Regions from separate parts of the Mus musculus genome. Here regions 1, 2 and 3 are each linked to region 4. Evidence: chromatin contacts called from public ChIA-PET, HiChIP or PLAC-seq and promoter capture Hi-C data. All regions are on one chromosome and are shown on one strand. The core of a region is the stretch at or near the end of the contact, and the rest is flanking DNA. Distances in the headings are between cores, read along the strand shown. Region 1 holds the start of Cdc42bpa (CDC42 binding protein kinase alpha). Region 2 overlaps Cnst (consortin, connexin sorting protein). Region 3 overlaps Cnst (consortin, connexin sorting protein). Region 4 holds the start of Ahctf1 (AT hook containing transcription factor 1).

Evidence for each region. ChIA-PET counts read pairs in DNA pulled down with a chosen protein or histone mark. HiChIP or PLAC-seq counts read pairs in DNA pulled down with a chosen protein or histone mark. Capture Hi-C pulls out chosen DNA fragments and counts their contacts.
Region 1: a promoter capture Hi-C map of adipose tissue shows a contact between it and region 4. The contact joins the promoter of Cdc42bpa here to the promoter of Ahctf1 in region 4. A contact is called at or near these places in 2 of 39 promoter capture datasets (cranial neural crest and liver), 9 of 484 Hi-C or Micro-C datasets (LSK cells, the N1E-115 cell line, Sertoli cells and 5 more), 2 of 115 datasets of contacts at active chromatin or transcription factors (both in embryonic stem cells) and 3 of 9 other capture datasets (adipose tissue, liver and pancreatic islet).
Region 2: a contact with region 4 is called in an RNA polymerase II ChIA-PET map of memory CD8 T cells, with 17 read pairs. The contact joins the enhancer-like site here to the promoter of Ahctf1 in region 4. A contact is called at or near these places in 5 of 115 datasets of contacts at active chromatin or transcription factors (the SCID.adh cell line, bone marrow-derived macrophages, embryonic stem cells and 1 more) and 3 of 9 other capture datasets (adipose tissue, liver and pancreatic islet).
Region 3: a FOXA1 HiChIP or PLAC-seq map of pancreatic cancer cells shows a contact between it and region 4. The contact joins the enhancer-like site here to the promoter of Ahctf1 in region 4. A contact is called at or near these places in 11 of 39 promoter capture datasets (the 3T3-L1 cell line, cranial neural crest, embryonic stem cells and 6 more), 1 of 484 Hi-C or Micro-C datasets (liver), 5 of 115 datasets of contacts at active chromatin or transcription factors (the SCID.adh cell line, embryonic stem cells, epiblast stem cells and 1 more) and 1 of 9 other capture datasets (pancreatic islet).

The regions. Positions count from the first base shown.
Region 1 is chr1:179,959,410-179,962,109 of GRCm38.p6, forward strand. It overlaps Cdc42bpa (CDC42 binding protein kinase alpha), which reads left to right and starts at 1,351. Exons shown (of 37, transcript NM_001359541.1): 1 at 1,351-1,878. The coding sequence starts at 1,701.
Region 2 is chr1:179,587,145-179,589,844 of GRCm38.p6, forward strand. The region is part of intron 2 of Cnst (consortin, connexin sorting protein); the gene reads left to right. Among named protein-coding and RNA genes, the nearest start is that of Cnst, 42 kb to the left of the region's middle. Within about 2 kb of position 1,272, at least 42 of the 459 cell types and tissues checked have an H3K27ac peak or open chromatin away from gene starts, as enhancers often do. A contact at or near this core is called in the SCID.adh cell line, memory CD8 T cells and pancreatic islet, where this site is marked.
Region 3 is chr1:179,569,430-179,572,129 of GRCm38.p6, forward strand. All of the region lies in intron 1 of Cnst (consortin, connexin sorting protein), which reads left to right. Among named protein-coding and RNA genes, the nearest start is that of Cnst, 24 kb to the left of the region's middle. Within about 2 kb of position 1,287, at least 67 of the 459 cell types and tissues checked have an H3K27ac peak or open chromatin away from gene starts, as enhancers often do. A contact at or near this core is called in the SCID.adh cell line, embryonic stem cells, liver and 1 more, where this site is marked.
Region 4 is chr1:179,802,669-179,805,368 of GRCm38.p6, forward strand. Ahctf1 (AT hook containing transcription factor 1) reads right to left here and starts at 1,347. Exons shown (of 36, transcript NM_026375.2): 1 at 685-1,347.

The DNA.
Region 1 (2,700 bases), core at 101-2,600, 160 kb after region 4:
TTATTTTTCCATCCTGGGGGAGTGACACAAACGCTGTGGATTAGGAACACCGGAAATTAGGAGTCTGGGGCGTGGGAAAGCCGAATGGGGGCAGGGTGGGCAGGTAAACAGCGTCTGGAGCGGCTGTCTTGTCTTAGAGCGGTTGGAAGCCGAGGGTACCCTTGCGGGACCGACGGCATCTCCGCAGAAGTGGAGGAAGAAGGCCGGCTGGGGGGTGGTCACCGCGGGGACCCCGGGCGGCGGCGAGGCACCGTGGCGCAGTTCCCAGCCCGTGCCTCACCGAGCCAACCCGTTCCACACCCGAGTCGCCCCGGGGGACCCCGCTTCCCTGGCTGCGGCAGCCGCAGCGCCGCGGGCCGAGGCGATCCCCCTCCCCCGGGGCTCGGGCTCGGCTGGGCCGCAGCGCGCCGCTTCCAGCGGGGTCGGGGGGCGGGGCGCGCCGCCATTTTGGATCCGGACGGTCCGCGAGCCTCCGCCTGCGCGCCGCGGCGCCGGGAGCGGCCTCGGGGAGCCTAGGGCGCGGGCGCGGGCGGCGCGGGCGCGAGCGGCGCGGGCGGGAGGGCGGGCGGGGGAGGCGGGCAGAGGAGGAAGGGAGTGGTTGGGAGCCGGGCTGCGGCAGCCTCAGGTCTCCTCAGCGGCGGCAGCGCCCCCTCCTCCCGCGCCTCAGCCGCCTGCGTCCGTCGGGAAAGATGCCCTCAGCCCAAGGCTGGGAAGAAGGGACTCGAGTCGCCGCCCGAACCGCGGCTGCCGCCCGCGTCCTCTGAATTCGTCAGCGCAGCCCCTCGCCGAGGGGCGGCGGCGGCGGCGGCCGCAGGGCGCGAGCGGGAGCCCGGGCGCTGCGCCCGGCGGCACGGCGCGGCCCGCCAGCGGCCTCCGGCATGGAGCGGGCTCGCGCGGCCAAGTAGCCGCCGCCCCCGGAGCCCGGCGCGAGAGCCGCCCGCAGCCCGCCTCATCCCGGCTGCGCCGCCGGCCAGGCCCCGGGAGAAGCCGGGAGGAAGATGACGCGTCCTCGCCGCAGTCCGCTGGAAGCAAGACTCGCTGCAAAGCCCTAGGAAGAAAGAGCTCGGAGCGGAGGCTCGGCGTGCTCCGAGCCGAGCCGGGAGAACTGCTCCGGCAGCTGCCCTCCCTTTGCCGCGGAGGACTCGCCCAGGCGCTATCCGAGTGGAGGTTGGGAGCATTTGCAGAATTTTTGGCTTTCCCTCCCCCTCCATACGTTGCCCCCTCCTCCTTTTTCAATTTTTCTTCTTCCCGGGAAGTGAATTGCTGATGCCAAGGGGACTTTATTCATTAATGATGCAACTGGATTCGTTTCAGGATTATGTTGCACGAATTGAATTTTGAATGAAGGAGTTTTTTTTTTTTTTTTTAAGGAGTGTTGACTCTTTAGTTCGTTGTACTTTTAATTATTATTTTATTTAAATGTACAATTTAATTGTATTATTCTCTTAAAATATTAAATCTATATTTTATGGAAACTCACCCTCAAGATATATATGTTTATGGGTGAAATTGGAGACGCTTCCGTTAAGTGAGGTGACTGGTGTATTGGATGTTTAATTCAGCACCGGCATTGCATGACAGTTGTTGAAATAACAAGTGGTTTATTTTTAAAAACCACATCTTTAAACTTTTAGGTTCAGATAGTAACAGTAGACATCGTAAGGGCATTTAAAAGAAAACCAGCAGAAATCGAAGCAAACATGTCCGGAGAAGTGCGTTTGAGGCAGTTGGAGCAGTTTATTTTAGATGGGCCAGCTCAGACCAATGGGCAGTGCTTCAGTGTGGAGACGCTACTGGACATCCTCATCTGTCTTTACGATGAATGCAATAATTCTCCATTGAGAAGAGAGAAGAACATTCTTGAATATCTAGAATGGGGTAAGTTTTCTTCTAATGCGTTGCTGGGCGTGAGCATTATTAACTATAGTGAAAATGATGTGTATAGCCTTAACAACAGAACAAACGCCTATTAGTCAAGACTTCTCTCTCCTAGTTTTTCTTAACTGTTTGCCAGGGCAAAGCGGTGCCACTTAGTTGTTGCCTGGTTGTTTGGCCTTGCTGTTTGTGAACTCACTGCGTCTGGGGGGGGGGGGGGGCGGGCAGCAGCAGGAGCTTCAGAAGGAAGGCTGGGATTGGCAGAATTGGATTATTGAGCACAGTTGTCACAACCGTTCAGTGGGAGGGTATTTGTTGGTTGGAACATTCCTTCCCAGTCTTTGAAAATCACAGGAGATTTGAGGAGATGCTGAAGTCCCTGTGTTAATTTTAGGACAACAGGAATGTGGAGGTGGTGATCAGGGGGTTTAGTCTCATCTCTGGATAGCACTGGCAAAGGAAAGTACTAAACATGGACTTTCCAAAAATCACTAGGTTCCTGAGAAATAATAGAAATTATGTGTATGTGTGTGTGTAAAAAGATGTAGTTGGAGGATGTTTGGAGGCAGCTCCACCTGCCTTAGATTTTATTCTAAATTGAATTTGTGTCTATACTGGCTAGATGTGACCCAGGTGACCTATAGTAGTGGACTAGATCAGTGATGCGGGCAAACTCTGCATGTGACCTTCAAGGCTTGTCTGAACTCCAGGAGCCTCTGATGTCACTCACTCGTGTGAGGGAAGTCTGACATCCAGCAGTGGCCATCACTGCCCAGGCTGGTAGAGAGTGGTACCATAGCTCTGGAAGGATTTAGGCCATTTAGA
Region 2 (2,700 bases), core at 22-2,521, 220 kb before region 4:
AGGTATGTTCACACCTGGTCACCCACAGGAATATGGCTGAGATGGACACAGCATTCTGGGGTGCAGCAGTTTGAAGAAAAGCTATGCAGTGGCTCAGAGAATCGTAGCAAAATCACAGAGCTGAAGTACTTTCTCTTTTACTATTTTTATTACTGTAAAACATCAATTTGCCCTTAGCCACTCATTGCCCAAAATGGTTGTGTTCATTCAGTGGCAGTAATTAGATTCATATCATGCATAGTCCTCGCTGGTGTCTATTTCCAAAACTCAAGCCACACCAAACAGAATGTCCATGTGCATTAAACGGTAATTTCCCTTTTCAGTCCGTCTCTCTCCTAGTCTCCCTCTGCTTTGCTTTCGTGTTTCCTGTTGGTTTTTTTTTTGTTCTTCCCTTCCTTTGGTCTCTGAGCATTTTTGAGACTGGTAACCTACTTTCATTAGTAGGACTGCTGTTTTAGTCTTCCTCAGAAACGTTTTCCATTCTTCGATTTCTTTCCTTATTCAGGCCATTCTAAACTGTTTCTTTGTCACTTTGAGACTTTTGTTATTGGATGCTGGACATGGTGAACCCTATGGTGGCAGTGACTCTGGGAAGCAGAGGGGTGGCACTTCTTCACTGGGTTAACTTGGGTTCCTTTTCTGGGCTTTCGAGCTTGGCTCTGGACTCTCTAACAGGCTGTTTGTGGTTCCTGCTCACTGCAGAGCCTCTCAGATCATGGATGTGAAAGCTCAGGGCTTTCTCTAAGCATTTATCCTTCCTAACAACCGGGACTGGCTTTGTAGTTTGTCAATCACATGGGCATTCTCGAATGCCCTGCTTTCTTTTCTTGAAGGTGACATTGTTCCTGGCTTTCCCTCTCTGGCTTCAGATATCATTTTGTGACCCAACTAGTTGTCAGTTGACTTTCTGCTCACCTGACAATAATTTACAGCAGAGTCTGCCACTTCCTGCTCTGGAGGGGCTTCTACTTAGATGACACAGAGACAAACACCTGTGTCTGTCCTTCAGGTAACAGAGACAAGTCAGATAAAGGGACATGGGAGAGTGGGGCTGCCTCTCCTGCCGTTTTGCTTTGAAAACCTAACTAGGGCTCCATCACAACTGTGCTTACCTGGTCATTGCTGGCTTCTAGACCCTTTGGGTCTCATTTGTCTGGGATAATGTCTCACATTCATGGTTTCCGCTTTTAAATGATCCAGTCACACTATTCCTCTGCCTGGAAGCCAGCAGTCGCGTCTCAGCTGAGCTGGCAGATGGCAGATACTAGAGGGGCATGCATGCCAGGGTGCAGTCCTGGCATTTCGAGACAAAAGCTGTTAGAAGCTATCCCTGGGCTCTAAAGTGCTTCCTGACAACCCTCAGGCTCTCAGCTGACTGGATCAGTCTTGTGCCAGAGGCACAGAACTGGATAAATGTATCTCAGTCAAGATAAACTACCTGATCTTTGCCCCAAAGCTGTTACAAATTTTTAAATCAAATAAAAATGTTTCTCAGTCTTTTGCTAAAATCAAGTATAAAAGCTAAATAAAACCTTAACAGACAAATGTTGAACAGTGTTCTCTTTTTTAGAGCTTAATGAAGTTGACAGGTGTTAAGTTAAATTAGGGCTTCTGAATTTGCCTGTCATCTGCAAAATGTATAAATAGCATCCCCACCTTGTTTGGAGGGTACTTTAATTGTAACTCACGTGGTTTTGCAAAGGAAGGTAACTAGAGTTTCTTGTTTCTCTTTAACCATCTGGATTCGTGTACAGTAGCACAGAGCTTTCTCTATATTGAATGAGGTGTTATAGTTAAGGGGAAATTGCATTCAACAGTTCATGTTTTGATTTTCTTGCTTAACTATAAATGTGTTTTTACAAGAGAACTTCTTATGTACCACAAAGAATTTTAGTGATAACTCATGACATATAATTAACCTTCTTAAAGTGAGAAACAATTATAAGACTTATAGGGCATTGTTGCCAAATGTAACAATATCAAAATTACCTTGAAATACACACAGACAACCACCAGGCTTCCATATTATACTTTGAATGTTCAAGTAGCTATCATAAAGTCATTTACTACAATAGAAAGGTGCAGGTTCACATCATGTTAGCCTGTAAGTCTATGGTCATACCTGTGTTTCTCTTCTTAATCGTTCCCCTACTAAAAGAAGCCCATTCTGTGCTGAGAAGAAACGAGATATGAAGCCATGGGAAGATGTGAAGGAAACTTGAGTGTCTGACTAAGAAAAAGAAGCCAACCTGGAAGGCAATGCATGTTACTGTATTGGGGACACGAGCCCGCTGGTGCTCACACTAACAGTGTTGGTGAACATTGAACCAAGTCTGTAACCGTTGGTGCTCACACTAACAGTGTTGGTGAACATTGAACTAAGTCTGTAACCGTTGGTGCTCACACTAACAGTGTTGGTGAATGTTGAACAAACTCTGTAACTATCATACATGCTTCTTTTTAAATGTTTTCATTTGTTCTTTTGTTTTAATTTTTGTTTTTTGCTTTTTGTTTTTCGTTTTGGGTTTCTCTGTGTAGCCCTGGCTGTCCCAGAACTCAGTCTGCAAACTAGGCTGACCTGGAATTCAGATTTGCCTTCCTCTGCCTCTCTAATGCTGGGATTAAAGGTGTGATCCACCGTGTCAAGCTATTTTCTACTCTTATATTTTGCTTTTTTTGGGGGGCGGGGGTCTTTTTACT
Region 3 (2,700 bases), core at 37-2,536, 230 kb before region 4:
GAGGATGGGAGACAGCATTGGAGAGAGAGAGAGAAAGAAGATAGTAGGTAGAGGAGGCCAAGAGGACCAAGAGAGTGCATGGGAACCCAGAGAGGGGAGCCAGGAGCCAAGAGAAGAACCAAGAGAGCAAGTAACCAAAATAGCAGAGTTAAATGGGATTGAGAAGCCTGGGGGAAGGGAAGGGCAGCCCAGCCCCAGAGAGGGAGAGGCTTAGGGTAGGGGTGGAATGAGAAGTGCTGGGAGGAGCATGGGGACGGAGGAAGACTTGTCTGGGGGTTTCTTTAGGATCTGACAAACAAAAGTGGTGTTTTAGAATGCAAGTGTCTCTAAACGGTACAAAGCTATAAAAGGTTAACAGTAACATTTGTGAGATTCCTACAGCATGGGTACACACACACACACACACACACACACACACACACACACATCCATCCTTCCTTTTAAAACATGAAATAAACCAGAGTCAAGGTTTTAGAAATGACGTTCAGTTGTCCACATAAAGAAACAGGAAAAAAAAAAAAAAAAAAGGAAAAAAAAAAAAAGAAACAGGAAAAAGAATGACTTAAGTTTTGCAGAATATGGTATAAATGACAGTTGGCGTCACTTTCTGTTAACCTAGAAGAGTCTGGCACTCCTGGTGATTCGTTTCTCCTGTAGAAGGTTAGGATGCAGATCTCTGTTTAGCTACTACTTTGTAATTTAACTGCACCATGAGGCTGATTTGAAGACAGTGAATATACCACGAAGTAGAATTTGGAATTATGATAGAATTCATCTCTAAACAGTGTGGATTTATGGAGTAGAATGCACAGTATGGACTTATGGTAACTAACACTCACGTGCGAGTGGGCCAGTTGCCCCTGTCTTGGCTGCTTGATACTTTCCAGGTAATTCCCAGGGCCCTCTCCCAACACTATGCCCCATCTCTTCAGTGTGTGCACCTCCTGTGAGTCTGGTTTTGTTTTTGATATACAACTTTTACAATGTGCCCAAAATGTTTTGACGTTTGGGTATGAGGAAGTACCAACAAGGGGGATGCATAATTCTGAGGCTGACATTCTGAAAATAAATAAACAAGGAGTAGAAATTACTTTTAAAGGCCTATAGCATCTATTTCTGTCAGTAGGTATTTATTTACATTGTCATGTTACACTAATTATAATGTCTGTGCCAGGAAATGCCTGTAGCATAACTTGTATTAGCAAGAATGAATTAGCATGGAGTGAGTCACCATGACTATGACCCTTGTCAAGGCTGTGTCAGAGCGGTATGGACCAATAGAAATACAGTGCAGGCTGTATATGTAATATTGTTTCTAGAAACTACACTAGGAAAAGCCTCTCCCCTTCTTGGTACATGTTAGAGTGAAACACAGGGTCTTGTGTAGGGCTGGCTAGCTTAGTACTCTACATATATCCCAGGCTAGTCTCAACCTCACAGCAGTCTTTATGCCCCAGCTTCCTCAGTGCTGGGTTTGTAGGTGTGTACCAGCAAGCTTAGCTAATAACCCTTTTAAAAAATTACATTTATTTAGCATGTGGGTGCATGCTTGTGAGCTTGGTAGCAAGTGCCTTAACCCATGGCCTTGTTTAGAGACAGGGCCTCACTGTGTTACTGAGGGTGGTCTCCAGCTCTCTATACCTGGGCTGGCCGCAAACTGTGACCCTCTTGCCACCCCTGCTTCCTGGGTGCTGAGATTATAGGTGTGGACCACTGTGCCCAGTGCTTAATCTGTATTTTGATTTCGTAAAATTTACTGATGTAAAAGGCTCAAATACAGTGTTCCACATGTGCCTAAGGCTTTCAGTTACTGAATTAATTTCCATTTTAATTTAGTTATGTAAAATGAACATTTCAGCTCCTGTCAACTCCTGTCAGTCAAAGCACTTGATATGCATTTTACCACCTTCCCCACTAGATAGGATCCATTACTGCTTTCTCTTGCTGGTCATGGTCTTCGACTGAATGCTGCCATTGTGTACAGGCAACATCCAGTAGACCAGCAGTCAAACCTTGTGACTTCACATTCGCTTCCTCGGGAGCTACGCGCTGACATTGTCCACAAGGGAGCCCTGAGGGCAGCATCTTAGGGAGAGAGCACTGAGAAGCATTAGTCTTACACACACACACACACACACACACACACACACACATACACACACGCACTGAAATTGGAACTGGGACAATGGCCTACTGGGTAAAGCGCTTGGCCCACAAGTGTGAGGACCTGGACTTGAGTTCCCAGAACATCTGTAAGAAGCTGAGCCAGGCGGTGGTGGTGGTTCATGCCTTTAATCCCAGCACTTGGGAGGCAGACAGGTGGATTTTTTTGGGTTTGAGGTCAACCTGGTCTACAGAGTTCCAGGACAGCCAGGGCTACACAGAGAAACCCTGTCTCGGAAAAAAACAAACAAACAAAAAAGAAGCTGAGTGTGTCATTGCACATCTGTAATCCTGGCACTGGGGACACAGGGATAGCCAACCTAGCCAAATCAATGAGCCTCTGGCTCAATAAGAGAAATCTTTAAAAAGGAAGTGGAAAGCAACTGAAAACTCCCTGCATCAACCTCTGGCCTCCACACTCGTTTGTGCATGTGCACCGACACAAACATTAAAATCTAGGCTCTGAGTGTCAGAGAGCAGGCAGTACTTGTTTTTCTGAGCCTGGTTCATCTCACTTTAAATAATTTCCAGGTCCAT
Region 4 (2,700 bases), core at 97-2,596:
TCAAGTGGTGGAGCGCTTGCCTGACATGTGTGAGGACCTGGATGTGATTCTTCACGGTACCAAAAAGAAAGGTTCCACAAAGTCAACAAAAACCACCTGTCTCAAAAGGACCATGTGTGTACCTATCAATTCAAAAAGCAGAGTCGACTCTCCAAAAAGTCAACCAAAGGCAAAAGTCATGGGCCTTACAGCTCGCAGATGAGCTCCGGACACGGTTCTCTTAGATGTCCTGGACCAGATCCACTCAGCCCTGTGGCCCGCTTCGCGAGTGAAACTTTTTCCCCCGCCCAGGACTCACCCGAGCCAAGCACAGGACCATGTGGAGCTCACGCCAACGCCGGAGAGACTCGGAGCGCCCGCGGCTGTCCGCGGGGAACGCCCCACAAAGGTCTCCATCGCTCCGCTACACCCTGACGGCCCGGGGTCTCGAGTCAGACTCGTCCCGGGGGGCGGAGATCCCGCCCGCGGGCGCGGGAGACGAGCCCGGAGGCTCGACTCTGCGGCCATGTGCCGGCACCCGCCGCCAGGGTTATGTAACTAACGCCCGAGCGCTGGAACGAGCCGCACCGGTCGCGGCTCGCGGACGCCGCTTCCCCGCGAGGCGGTGCGCCCGGCCTAGGCCCCGGGCCTCGCCGCCCCGGCCGCCCCGCCCTCGGCGCGCGGGCCTGCGGTTCCCCACCCTACCTGAGCCCGCGGGCCAGGCCGCCAAGGGCCCCGGCGTCGCTGCTTCCGTGCGGTCCGTCACAGCATCTCCCGGGAGACACGGCCCGGCGCGCGCCCCGGGCCCGCGGAAGCCGCTTCTCGCTCAGTCTCTCGCCGGTCCCCTCAGGCCCCGGGTGCTCCTTCGCCCAATCCCGGCTTCGAACTCGTCCCACCGCCCGCGCCGCGTCCTCCCCGCTGGCGACTCGACTTACTGGGCTGGCACCGCTCGGGCCGCGCTCTGCGCATTACCCCGGGCGCACTGCCCGAACCCCACACACACAGCCTCTCCGCCCAGGGAAGGATCGTGGCCAGGGCGGGGATCCGATCGCAGATCGCGCTGCGGGGCTCGGACTTCTCGCGAGGGTTCCGGCCTCTGGCGCCGACTCCGCGGGAATTTTCAAACTTTCCCTACTAGGCCTTTCGCAAAGGGAGAAAACCGAGACGACGCCGGGAAGAAAGATTCATTTACGTACAGCAGGGTCTCTCCGCCTCCTAGGAGCAGATAGGCGAAAGACTACAAGTCCCATAGGGCTTTGTGCGCTGGGCGTAGTGTAGGGCGTGTCCGGCTTTGCGGAGCAAGGGCCGGCCTAATCTAGTGGCGGTTCCTGCTGGCAGCCAAGCGATAATCTTTCCGTCTATGACTGCTGCTCTTGCCTCCGTTTTTTCCGTTCTGTGCTCCAACTCTTCAAGGAAACGCACACACACACACAAAACCCAGACTTACTGAGAAACTCTTACTCTCATTTTTTTTTTTTTCTCAAAAAGCAGAGAGTTCAGGTCGCCTAGCCTAATCTTTTGTCATATATCTGACGCTGGGTAATTCTGCTGGCAGAGCTTCGTGCTTGGCATGCACGAAGCTGTAGGTTCCATTATGCCAAACCTATGTTTTCTTTTCGATTTGTTAGTATTGAGAGACGAGGAGTTGGGCAGACCCTTAGTAGACAAACAGGGACATGAGCCATGGCGAATTTCCAAGATGGCCAGCTTTTTTTAACCTCCTGATTTGAGACAAAAACCTGGCAAGCTTTTATCATCTACCTGCAGGTCACCTGCTGATGGACTGGTTCAATAAGTTCAAAGCCTGATTAGAACACGTTACACAACTGTAGTGGACCGATCAACCATCCATCCTTTCTGCCTTCAAACTGACCAACACTAAAGTAGGTCAGGGAGGTTTTAGAGGTTTTACAACCCCCAGGCCTCAAGAAGAGACTGGATTTTTCAGCTTCTCAAATCCCCTCTCTGTTTTGTAGAAGGTCTTTTTCTCTGTGTGTTTACTGCCTGCAATAAACGCCTTTTTAACTGCTAATTCTGCTACTGCTTGTTGTGCTTTGCCTTTTAACTCTTCTAGTCTTAACAGTTCTTTTTTTTTTTTTTTCCTTTCAGTTTGTTCTAGACATGGTTTCTCTGTGTAACAGCCCTGGCTATCTTGGAACTCTCTTAGTAGATGGGGCTGGCCTCAAACTCACAGAGATCTTCTTGCCTCTGTCTCCTGAGCCGTGGGATTAAAGACCTGAACCACCCTTTCATTCTTTTAACTATCAGTGAAAACAGATCCAATCAAGATCCCTAGACTGTATCATTTCTAGACTGTATCATTTCTAGACTGTATCATTTCTAGACTATCATTTGGAGCTCATCTTTGGGCTTTCTTCTGTAGACTATCAGTATCTCTCTTTGAAGCTAGACCCAGCACCAAAGAATTTTCAAACAAATGAAATAGAATGTGTCTTTATTACTGAGTTGTAAGAGCACAGGCAGAATCAGGAGGATCTCTGTGCGTTCAAGATCAGCCTGGTCTCCATAGTCGTTCCAAGGCTACATAGAGAAACCCTATCTCAAACAAACAAACAAACAAACAAACAAACAAACAAACAGAAGGGGGAAGAGAGAAGGAGAAGACATTAGTAGACTGCTTTAATCAGGAAAGCCTGTCTCTACTACTCTCTCTCTCTGCACAATTTTTGAGATAAAGCTGCCTCTTAGAAATAAACTGTT